Linked DNA regions of Sus scrofa: region 2 is linked to region 1. Evidence: chromatin contacts called from public Hi-C data. All regions are on one chromosome and are shown on one strand. Each heading gives the region's core, a stretch centred on a gene start, on an enhancer-like site or on the middle of the called end of the contact. The rest is flanking DNA. Distances are from core to core; before and after follow the strand shown. Region 1 overlaps ANO6 (anoctamin-6). Region 2 holds the start of ARID2 (AT-rich interactive domain-containing protein 2).

Region 1 (4,730 bases), core at 853-3,352:
GCTCCAGGGTTGTCTCTCAGGAGGTCTTTTCCTTCAGTAGCTAAGAGGCACTAATGAAAAAGGTGGTGGTGGCGTCATCAATGAACACAGGGAAAACCAGGAGGAGAAGCTGTGGGGATGAGATCACCACCAAAGGCGCTCTGTGTTTATGTTACAGGAACAGAAGCAATTCAAAAGGCACTTGGAAATTCCATCTCTGACAAACTACACGAACGAAACACAGATTTCACTTTGGTGCTGAATAGAGATAACAGACTGCCTAGTCTCAAAACTGATTCATCTTCCTAAGGCATTAGGGATTATTTGGGTAATAGGAAAATAATTTAATAAACCTAAAAAATCCCTCTTTAACAGCTGATATGCCATCTTTTTCTTGCAGGGAGACTGAGGCTGATTATTTATTTATTATTTGCTCATTCATTTACTTTTCTTTTTATGGCCACACCTGTGGCATATGGAAGTTCCTGGGCTGGGGTCAAATTGGAGCTGCAGCTGCTGGTCTAAGTCATAGCAACACCGACCCTTAACCCCCTGAGTGATGCTCGGGATCGAACCTTCATCCTCACGGACATTATGTCGGGTTCTTAACCCAGCGAGCCACAACAGGAACTCTTATTTACTTATTTTTTGATTATGGTTCCCTGTGCTATACAGTCGGACCTGGTTGTTTCTCTAATTTATATTTAACAGTATGTCTCTGTTAATCCCCAAATCTTAATTTATCCCTCCTCTCCTCTTTCCCTTTTGGTAACCGTAAGTTTGTTTTCAAAGTCTGTGAGTCTGTTTCTCTTCTGCAAATAAGTTCTTTTGTATTCTTTTTTTAGATTCCACATATAAGTGGTATCATATGATATTTGTCCTTCTCTGTCTGATTTAATTTCACAGGATAATCTCTAGGTCCATTTATGTGAGGCCAAATTATTTAATTGATAATTATTTTAATCAGACTATGAAATTCTAAGAGTCCAGTTTCTCCCCAAAGCATGATCATATAACTCTTCTTTTCAATGCCCTTTATTTGACTAACTACAGAAAAATAACTTTTTCTAAGATTTTTTTTTGTGTTAAAGTAGTAATGATATTCCATCCCAGAATGTTAGTATTCATGCTGATAACAGCTCTAGTAAAAAATATCTACAATCTAAAATATATCTACAGTCATTTTGGAACAACAGGTAATTGTCTTACAGTCCTTTTGAAAAGAAATAGAATAAGTAACTATAGCATCTACATAAATAACTATAGTGTCTACCTTATTTACTACAGCTACACCCTTAGTCAAACCTGGTCACAAAACATAACAAAAGCAAAAATGAAATTCAAATCAGACTCCTGGCTGCAAAGCATTGTTGACTGAAGAAGCTACAAAACAAACCTTTCACTCACCAAAAGAGGCAGATGCATTTCCATGTATACTGTATATTTTTAAAAGCAATTATTTTATATGTAGAATGTGATTTAATAAAAACCTCCCCTATCTGCAGACTTGTAAACAGGAACCACAAAGGAGTATCTTTGCAAATACACAAACCCCCATGCAAAAATGCAAAGCCTCTCAACCAAAATCCTTTCCAGTTCTCCTAAGCTTAAAAAACTGAAATTCAATGCAACAGTGAGCTGAAAGGGCACATACAAATATATCCATTGTTAGCCTTCTATTAGATAAAAGCGTGTCATGCATAATAGAAAAGATGGTTTTTCCTATGGAAATCTATTTTGAGAAGATCCATTTAAGGCAACCAAATAGAGAGCTCAAAATCAAGTTCAACTGAAGAGAAACAGAACCCAAGCAAATAGTACAAAAATGACAAAACATTCACAAAGGAGAGGACTCGTGCTAAATCTTAATTCCAGACCAGCGAAACAGTTGCAAATACAAGCCGATGATTTACCATGAGGTCACTCGGGAACCAGGCAAAAACTACCAGCCAGAAGAAATAGATACAACGTCAAAGGCAGGGTGAGATCGGGGGTGGGGAGGAGAGGGACCCCTGTGTTCCTTGCTCCCACAGGTTTTTGCACAGGCTTGCTTACATGACTGGGTTCAGAAAGGGATCTGCCAACAGCTGTGCTGCACTGACTCCAGCCCAAGCTGAGTCATATCTAATAATAGCTCTGAGTTCATTCTTAGACAACATGGTTAGCGTGCTAGGAGAATTAATCGTGAAGAGGTACCTCAATGAATATTCCATTTCCTTGCTTCGTAATAAATCTTCAGCTTTGCACGACGTAAATATTGACCAAAAAACCCATCACAGTCACCTTATTTCAAAGCTTGATCGTATCATTTTATCTAGTGGAGAAAAACCTACTCTTCATTTCAATATGTGGGATAATTATTTAGCTCGATATCAATGCTTTGGGGATCCGAAGCATGTTCTGATAGAATTCATATCACCAAAAACTTCACGGGCGACTTACTCATTTCCAGATATTCATAAAATAATCCCAGTTTGCCCATGGGCTGCAGATGGTAGTCCTGCTCCCATCTTGGGGTTCTCATTTCTGCTCCCGAAACCGTGCGACACCGTCCAATTAGATTCATGATCCAACTGCCAAAAAGACCAAATTATCAATCAGAATACTGTCAGACCAAGGCCATTAAAGTATTACTGAGAATCAAGCGGAAGACAGCACCTTCCCAAGAATTTCTTGTTTTCGTGCTCTATTTCTTATGTCTGCCTCCCTTCCCCCAAGTATTTTGAAAAAAGTGTTGACCACATACCTGGGTTTATCAAAATTGTAACTACTGCTGTCTTTTCTCCTTCCTTTTCATGTGGGTAGTTTAGTTTTTAAAAGATAGTCTCCCTCACTTGATTAATTTTAGTTTTCTTTTTTCCCCCCTACTTCCCTGCTATTATCCAAAACGGTCTTTCCAGTCTGAAAAATCACGGGAAAAAATAAAAGGGCATGTGAGCTGGTGATAAGTGCTGTGGAGAAAAACAAAGTGGGGCCAGGAAAGGAGGGTGCGTGCACTTGCGGTGGGAGGAGTGGGGAGGGGGCAGGGAAGGTCTCACTCCCAACAGTGACAGCTGAACGAGGTGAGGAGGGAGGCAAAGAGGCGAGGAGAACGGTGACTAGAGCGGCCTGGCAGCAGGAGCCCCTTGTGGCAGAGAGCAAGGAGGCCCCTGCGGTCCAGGGCAAAGAACAAGTCTGGTGGTTTGCGGGGGGTGGAGCCTAAGAGCCCACGCTGAGGATCTGGGCGTGTTTTCACACGCGGAGCCGCTGAAGAGCACTAAGCAGAAAAGGGACATGCTTTGACAATGGATAAACACAGATCCAAGATCCTACTTTCAGGGGAACAAGTCAGGGACCAAAGACATGCAAGCTTCCTCAAAGTCAGTGCAGAGCTTGAAGGAAACACAGCCAGGCCCGGCGACCCAGTGCTCTGCCCCCACTGGGCGCTGCCCCGAAGAGCAGCTTGGTATCGCCTCAGGTTTTTTTTTTTTTTTTTTTTGTCTTTCTTCTCAGAGGCTTGTGGGCCAGATGAATGCGTTCCCCCCCCCTTTTAATGGCAATTTGTCCTGAAAAGAAATTGGAAACAGTTGGCAGTGAAACAAGGTGTGCACCTGTAGCCTATAGAGCCGTTTTCCCCCGAAGCAACAGCTGGCTTGCGGTTTGCGTGTGGAGTTTACCAGAAGAGGCACAACCACAACAAACAACTTAGCATCTGGCTGAACTGCGGCTGATTACAGCGCGTCTGGATGGCTTTCAAATGTGGACAGCGAGGAGGCGTCGCACTACCTTAAAGACAGTCGTCTACGTTGCACGTGCACACGTGTGTGTACAGCACGCACACAGTGTAAGATGTGAATTACAAATAGCTGACCGTGCTGGGTTTCCTGCTGCAGGTGACCTCAGTGTTCACTGTTCACACCCCTAGGCTTGCTAAGGGAAGATTTCTCTTCAAGAGACCGCACCCCTGGGTTTCACAATCTTTCTGCCTTTCTCTCTCCTATGCTCTTAAGGGAGGAGCAGGTGGCTGTGGAACGTGGATGGAATATGGACTCAGACACTTGAACCTGAACTGACGCTTCACTGCTTAGTCCTTATTTAATGTTAGTCAAGTTCAAATAAAATGGGGTGATAAAACCTGCACTGCCCAGGGCTGCTGTCAGGATTAAATGATTCAATACAGGTGAGGTAGTTAGCAAACTTTCTAACACGTCAAAATGCCCTGCGTGGGATTTTCTTTTGACCAGTACAGCCTATCTGGCTGAGGCCAACTGTCAGTGTGGCCGAAGTTGCTTAGACTCTTGGCTTGGGGACAGTGCCTGGATTGCTGGATCTCAGTCCAGCATTTATAAGGACGACATGGAACGCTGGTTGCCGGGGCTACTTCATAGGCCAGAGCCTGGAGCTCTGTAGTCAGGCCAAGTCTGAGGTTTGGCTGGGAATCTGCAGTTTTATAGACATTCCAGGGGCCTTGTGATGTAGATGGCACTGAGGACCACACAGGTCCATCACCCTTCATGACACCCAAACTCGAGATCACTGGTTCCTACTGGTTTACTCTTCAGTCTGCCTCACACTTCCAGCCTGAGCCTCTTGTGGAATTCTCTCCAGACCCCAGAGAAACAGGTCTTTTACTATGGGGGACTCTAATCTATCCAAATCATGATGAAGCTTCTGTCCTGGCTGCCACTTGAATGACTAACCATCTGGCGCTTCTTCCTTGTACTGACTGCCTCCCGCCACCAATCACATTAGGTCATATGAGAAGTCCTGAC
Region 2 (4,730 bases), core at 703-3,202, 320 kb before region 1:
AATTAACAGACGTTTAGAAATTGGTGAGCAAGGCTTGCTTCTGGTTTGGGGCTTTCTTCTCTTTTTTTTTTTTCCTTAAAAAAATCTCCCCATAAGTCCCTTATTTCCAAACACTGTTGGAAGAGTCACTACTACTCACCGCAAGTAATACTGTTTTAAAGCAAAGGCAGCGTTAGAACAACTTCTGGGAAAGTTGAACTCTTCAACAATTTCTCCCCACTGATTCTTCTCAGAAACCTGTTAAAAACACAGCCACACTTGTCTGAGAGTGCACAATCCAAGAAAACTCTAACCTAACTATGAAATAAATACCCATTCTACAGAGATGTGGAGATACCTCAGGCATCAGTGGGTGATTCGGCTCGATCCGTAAGAGTAACTGAGCAAGGGCTGCTTGAATCACTGGGTTTTCACCCAAGAGCCCTGTATTTAACAGCACTTGTTTTGTTTGGGGGGCGGGGGGGGGTGTTGGTGGGTTTGTTTTGTTTTTGAAGCCCGGACAATAACCAATCGCAAGTCCCTCTGTCGCCCCCTTTTAAATCTCAACGCGGTCCGTTTACACTAAAAAAAAAAAGTTCAAAAGGATCAATACTGTTCCGGACAGCGACGTCCGCAGGTTCTGGGGGGGCCGGGGCCGGGGCCGATTCCGATCCCTCTCCCAGATCTATCCATCTCCATAGGCCCTTCTTTGAGGCCTACAGCTTCTGCCTAGCCTTGAAGCCTAAGATGGCTATTTGGAGACAGGTCCTGGTTTCTTTTGTTAGCTGTATAAACCGAGGGCGACGGGGCCGAGGCTGTGCCCCCGGCTGCCGGGATCATTTCGCAGCCGATTATCGATGTTAAACCTGCCCGCGCTAATTTTGAGTTGCACGAAAACTGCTCTCAGAGTCTGTGTGTCTCTGTGTCTCCGCCTGTGCTAGAGCGGCAGCGGCGGCAGAGCTGACTCGCGAGCGAGCGGGCGGGCGGGCGCGGGCGCGGGGCGGGCGCGGGGCTCGGGCGGGCGCCCCGCACGCCCGCACTCCCCGCTGCGGCGCTCAGACCCCGCCGGGCCGGCCGGGCACCGGGCAGGGCGCGAGCCGGCGCCGGGCCGCCCGCCCGCCGAGCCCCGCGCCCGCCGCGCGCACGCGAGCCACCAGGCCAAAAACAGCCCCGCCGCCGTCCGCCTCCGTGCCACCGGCTGGGAGCGAAAAGAACGCCTCTGGCCCCCGCGGGCCACCCCCCCAGCCCCGAGCGCCCACTCCGGGGTCAAAGGAGACTTTTTGGAGGAGGCCAGCGAGAGGGAAATACAAATTAAAACTTCCACTCACCTTCGCGAATCCGCCTAAAGTAGTGACTCTGGTGTAGAGACCGTGAAGATCCAGCTCCTTCCCACCCACCGCAGGGATTTTTTTAAAAGGCGACCTGCGGGAGAGAGAAAGCCCCGCACTTGTCAGCCGGGACCCCGCGCCGGCCCGGGCGGGAGAGCCCTGTTCGCCCCGGCTCGCCCCGGCGCTGCCCCCCCGGTTCTGCTCTCACCCTCTGCTGTGGTGGAACTGCCGCAGCTCGTCCAGGAAAGCGAGTCCCTTTCTCCGCTCGTCCGGAGGCGCCTTCCCCGTCGAGTTTGCCATTATTTTTTCAAAGGAGGTTTTTAAAAAACCCAGATCGGTGTTTTAAAAGCGCCCCCCGCTCCCTGCGCTTCCTACCAGAGCCCGGAGCCCATTCCTCGGCCGGCGGCGGCGGGGCTCAGTCATGGGCCGGCGGTGGCGGCGGCGGCGGCGGCGGCGGCGCAGGGAGGGAGGGAGGGAGGGGGAGGAGGAGGAGGAGGAGGGGAAGGAGGGAGCAGGAGGCCAGGGGGAGAGGAGGGAAGGAGGGAGGGGAATTTCTAAAAAAGTTTAAAGAAATCGGAGCGAAACTAGAGGGGCAGGCGACTGCCGGATCCGCGCGAAGCCGCGGGGCGAGCGCGGCCCCCACCCCTTCCTTCCCTCCCTCCCCGCGGCCCGGCTCTCGCCCGCCTCTCAGCGCCGCCGGCCCAGGCGGCTCGGCCCGGGGACGCGATTCAACATGGTGCTGCTGCCGGGGACGCGCGAACAGGCCAGGGGAAAGGCGAGCTGACGGTGAGGGGCCGGGGCGGCCGGAGGCCCGGGAGTTTCGGCAGCCGCGGCGGCGGCGACGGCGGCGGCGGCGGCGGGGCTGGGGCAGGCGGGGCTGGGGGTGGGGAGGGGGAGGTCTGTGTGGTGGTTTGTGGAAAGCGGGGTGACAGCGTGTATTCCGGCCGCAGCTCCGCTGGGCCCTCGCACACATTCACGCGCGGCCTCGCGGCCGGGGCGTCCCCGGGCAGAAGGCACCGGCGGCAGCCGAGCCGCTGCGCGCCACCCGCCTGCTTCCCTCCCCGCCAGCCTCCCTCTCTGCCGGCTCCAGCGCCGCCACAGCCGGGCAGCCAGCGCCGCACAGCGACCCCCGAGGGCCGGCCGCGGCACTGCGCCTGGCTCCACACCGCCCCGGCTGCTCCTCGCGGGGAACAATAGACTCGGCTCGCCGGGCTTAGGGTTCATCTGCAATGTGCCGCACATTTCACACGCACACAAAGCCGGCGGAAAGGGGGGAGGCGCGGGGAAACGGCCACTACCGGTTGTTCCAGGGTTAGGGGTGGAGGCGATGTTCGCGTCCCCGGCCCGGCTGTTGGAAGGGCCCATTGGAGTCCCCGCCCGCCCGACAGAACCTGTGTGGCGCTCGGGAGCGAAAGGAAGCCCAGAGGGGCAGCTCCTCACGCTCCGCATCTTTTCACTGATCAGAATAAAGTCAATCTGTCAATCTTTTTTTTTTTTTTTTTTTTTTTTTTAAGGTCTAAGAGAATCGGCTTTTCTGAGCCTTGTGCTGGTATTTGGGGGCCTGGTTAGCACATTTTCCATGAATTATCCACAAACTAACTTTAGCGAACTGTAAATGAAATACAATGTGAACTGTCCTAGTTCTGTAGAAATAGAGTCATGCTCTTAATTCATCTTCCCTTTGGCTTCACGTCTCAAACTAGATTATTCTGTGCTGAGTTATGCAAACAGTAATTAAACTGGTTGGGAAGCAATCTTTTGAACTTTGACGATAATAATTAACATTTGTTTTTATATTAAGGTATCTTAAAGATAGTGCGCTTTAAACCACTATTGACTAAAACCTTTAATTTTTGCTTTCTCTGAAATGTCTCACATGCGACCTTAGTTCCAAATATTTTTTCTTTGAAGCTCAAAAAAAAAAAAAAAAAAAAAAAAAGGCTGCTTAGATGGGAGACTCAACACCTCAACAAATACTACAAGTTTGCATCTACCAGCAGCTGGAGTCAGCCCTTTGCTACAAATGTTAATTAAGCTCCACGACGTGTGAAGCCTATTATCATTCCCATTTCTGTGACGGCCACTACGGGCAAAGTCACCGACAACCAAGGACACAGGCCAGTAAAGGTCTGGATGGGTTATTTCAGGTAGTGATTCCAATGAGAACATGTACTTGGTGGTGAAAAGAATTATGTAATATAGCCCAGCACGCTTCCGGTGCTTACTCTAGGAAACGGATTTATTTCGCAAGGAAAGTTTGTCTCTTAAATGGGGTCGGTTATAATAAGGCTATGGCTGGGAAGTTCCTGACACCGAAGGGCCAGTAAGTGCCTCGGAAGCCAGGGAGGGGCGGAGACCCAGGCTGGGGGAGTGTAGGAGCCGGGCCGGGGCCGGAGGCGAGGGGGGGCGGGGCAGGAGGGAGACCAGGTCATCTGTCCCTTCCCCCACCGGTCCGCTTAGGGATGGTGGAGATGTGGGCCGCAGAGCTGCGAGGCCCGAGCTGTGCGGATTCCCTGAACGCCGCACTTGCGCACAGCCCCTTACGTAACTGTCAGCGCCGGGGATTCCCTAGAGGGGGTCATTCTATTCAACCATTACACACACCCCGGGCTCCTGCCGCCGCGCCGCCGCCTCACAAAATGGCGGCGCCCATAGAGGAGACAGCGGCCGCCTCCTCAGCCCCATTTTGTGGGAGGCGAGAGATCTGTCAACATGGAATACCTCCGCTGAGGAAGCATCCGAGTTTGGAAATCCTGCTTAAGGATGGAACCGAGGGGATCTCCTTCGACGGAAAATGTCAGCGACTCCTACCACCTCCACGCTTTTTCACTGTTTTCGTTTTCTCGAAGGAAGCGCCCGAAGCTGCTGGGGTACTTGTAACTAAGGAGAGAGGAGAAAGCTGCGGCTGACTGCTCCGGGGACTTGCCGCGGCGTTTCCGTGGCTCTGGTTTCTCTTCCACGCTGCCGGCAGCTGACCGCGATCTCGTAGGAGGGTCGCCTGGGCCGCCAGGCCCGCTCCAACGGGACAGGGACCGGGCGACGCGGAGCGGCAGCGGCGGCCTGCGCCGCACCACTTGTGCAGCGAGACTTTTCGGTAGTTTTTAAATGCCAGAGTCCACAGCTCCGCCGGTTCCTCTCGCCAAGAGTCGCGGGTTTGGGGAGCTCCAAATGTCCCTGCTCCGGGGACTCGCAGTCGGCCGGGAGTCCGGTTGCCGGAAGCTGGTTGCCCAGAGCCGGCGGTACTCAAGGATTCCCGCAGCCCCGGCGCGCAGTGTGGTCGCCGTCGGGACCCGGGCCCTGGTTGGTGCTGATGGGGCAGGAGTGGGAACGAAGGCACGTACCCTGAAATTTAAGTCGTCCGAGTCGGGACCTAGGGCTGTATGTTTTAACTGTCTCAGGTTAAACGTTAGAAGGTTTTTTCGG

Evidence for each region. Hi-C and Micro-C count contacts between places; a contact is called where the count stands out from the background.
Region 2: a contact with region 1 is called in a Hi-C map of skeletal muscle, with 4 times the contacts expected there. The contact joins the promoter of ARID2 here to the enhancer-like site in region 1. A contact is called at or near these places in 3 of 47 Hi-C or Micro-C datasets (embryonic fibroblasts and skeletal muscle) and 2 of 2 datasets of contacts at active chromatin or transcription factors (alveolar macrophages and skeletal muscle).

What each region holds. Positions count from the first base shown.
Region 1 is chr5:76,313,258-76,317,987 of Sscrofa11.1, reverse strand. ANO6 (anoctamin-6) reads right to left here. Exons shown (of 22, transcript XM_005655713.3): 18 at 2,422-2,552. Among named protein-coding and RNA genes, the nearest start is that of ANO6, 200 kb to the right of the region's middle. Within about 2 kb of position 2,102, at least 17 of the 83 cell types and tissues checked have an H3K27ac peak or open chromatin away from gene starts, as enhancers often do. A contact at or near this core is called in embryonic fibroblasts and skeletal muscle, where this site is marked.
Region 2 is chr5:76,634,607-76,639,336 of Sscrofa11.1, reverse strand. It overlaps ARID2 (AT-rich interactive domain-containing protein 2), which reads right to left and starts at 1,952. Exons shown (of 22, transcript XM_021092987.1): 1 at 1,516-1,952; 2 at 1,308-1,401; 3 at 140-237. The coding sequence starts at 1,607.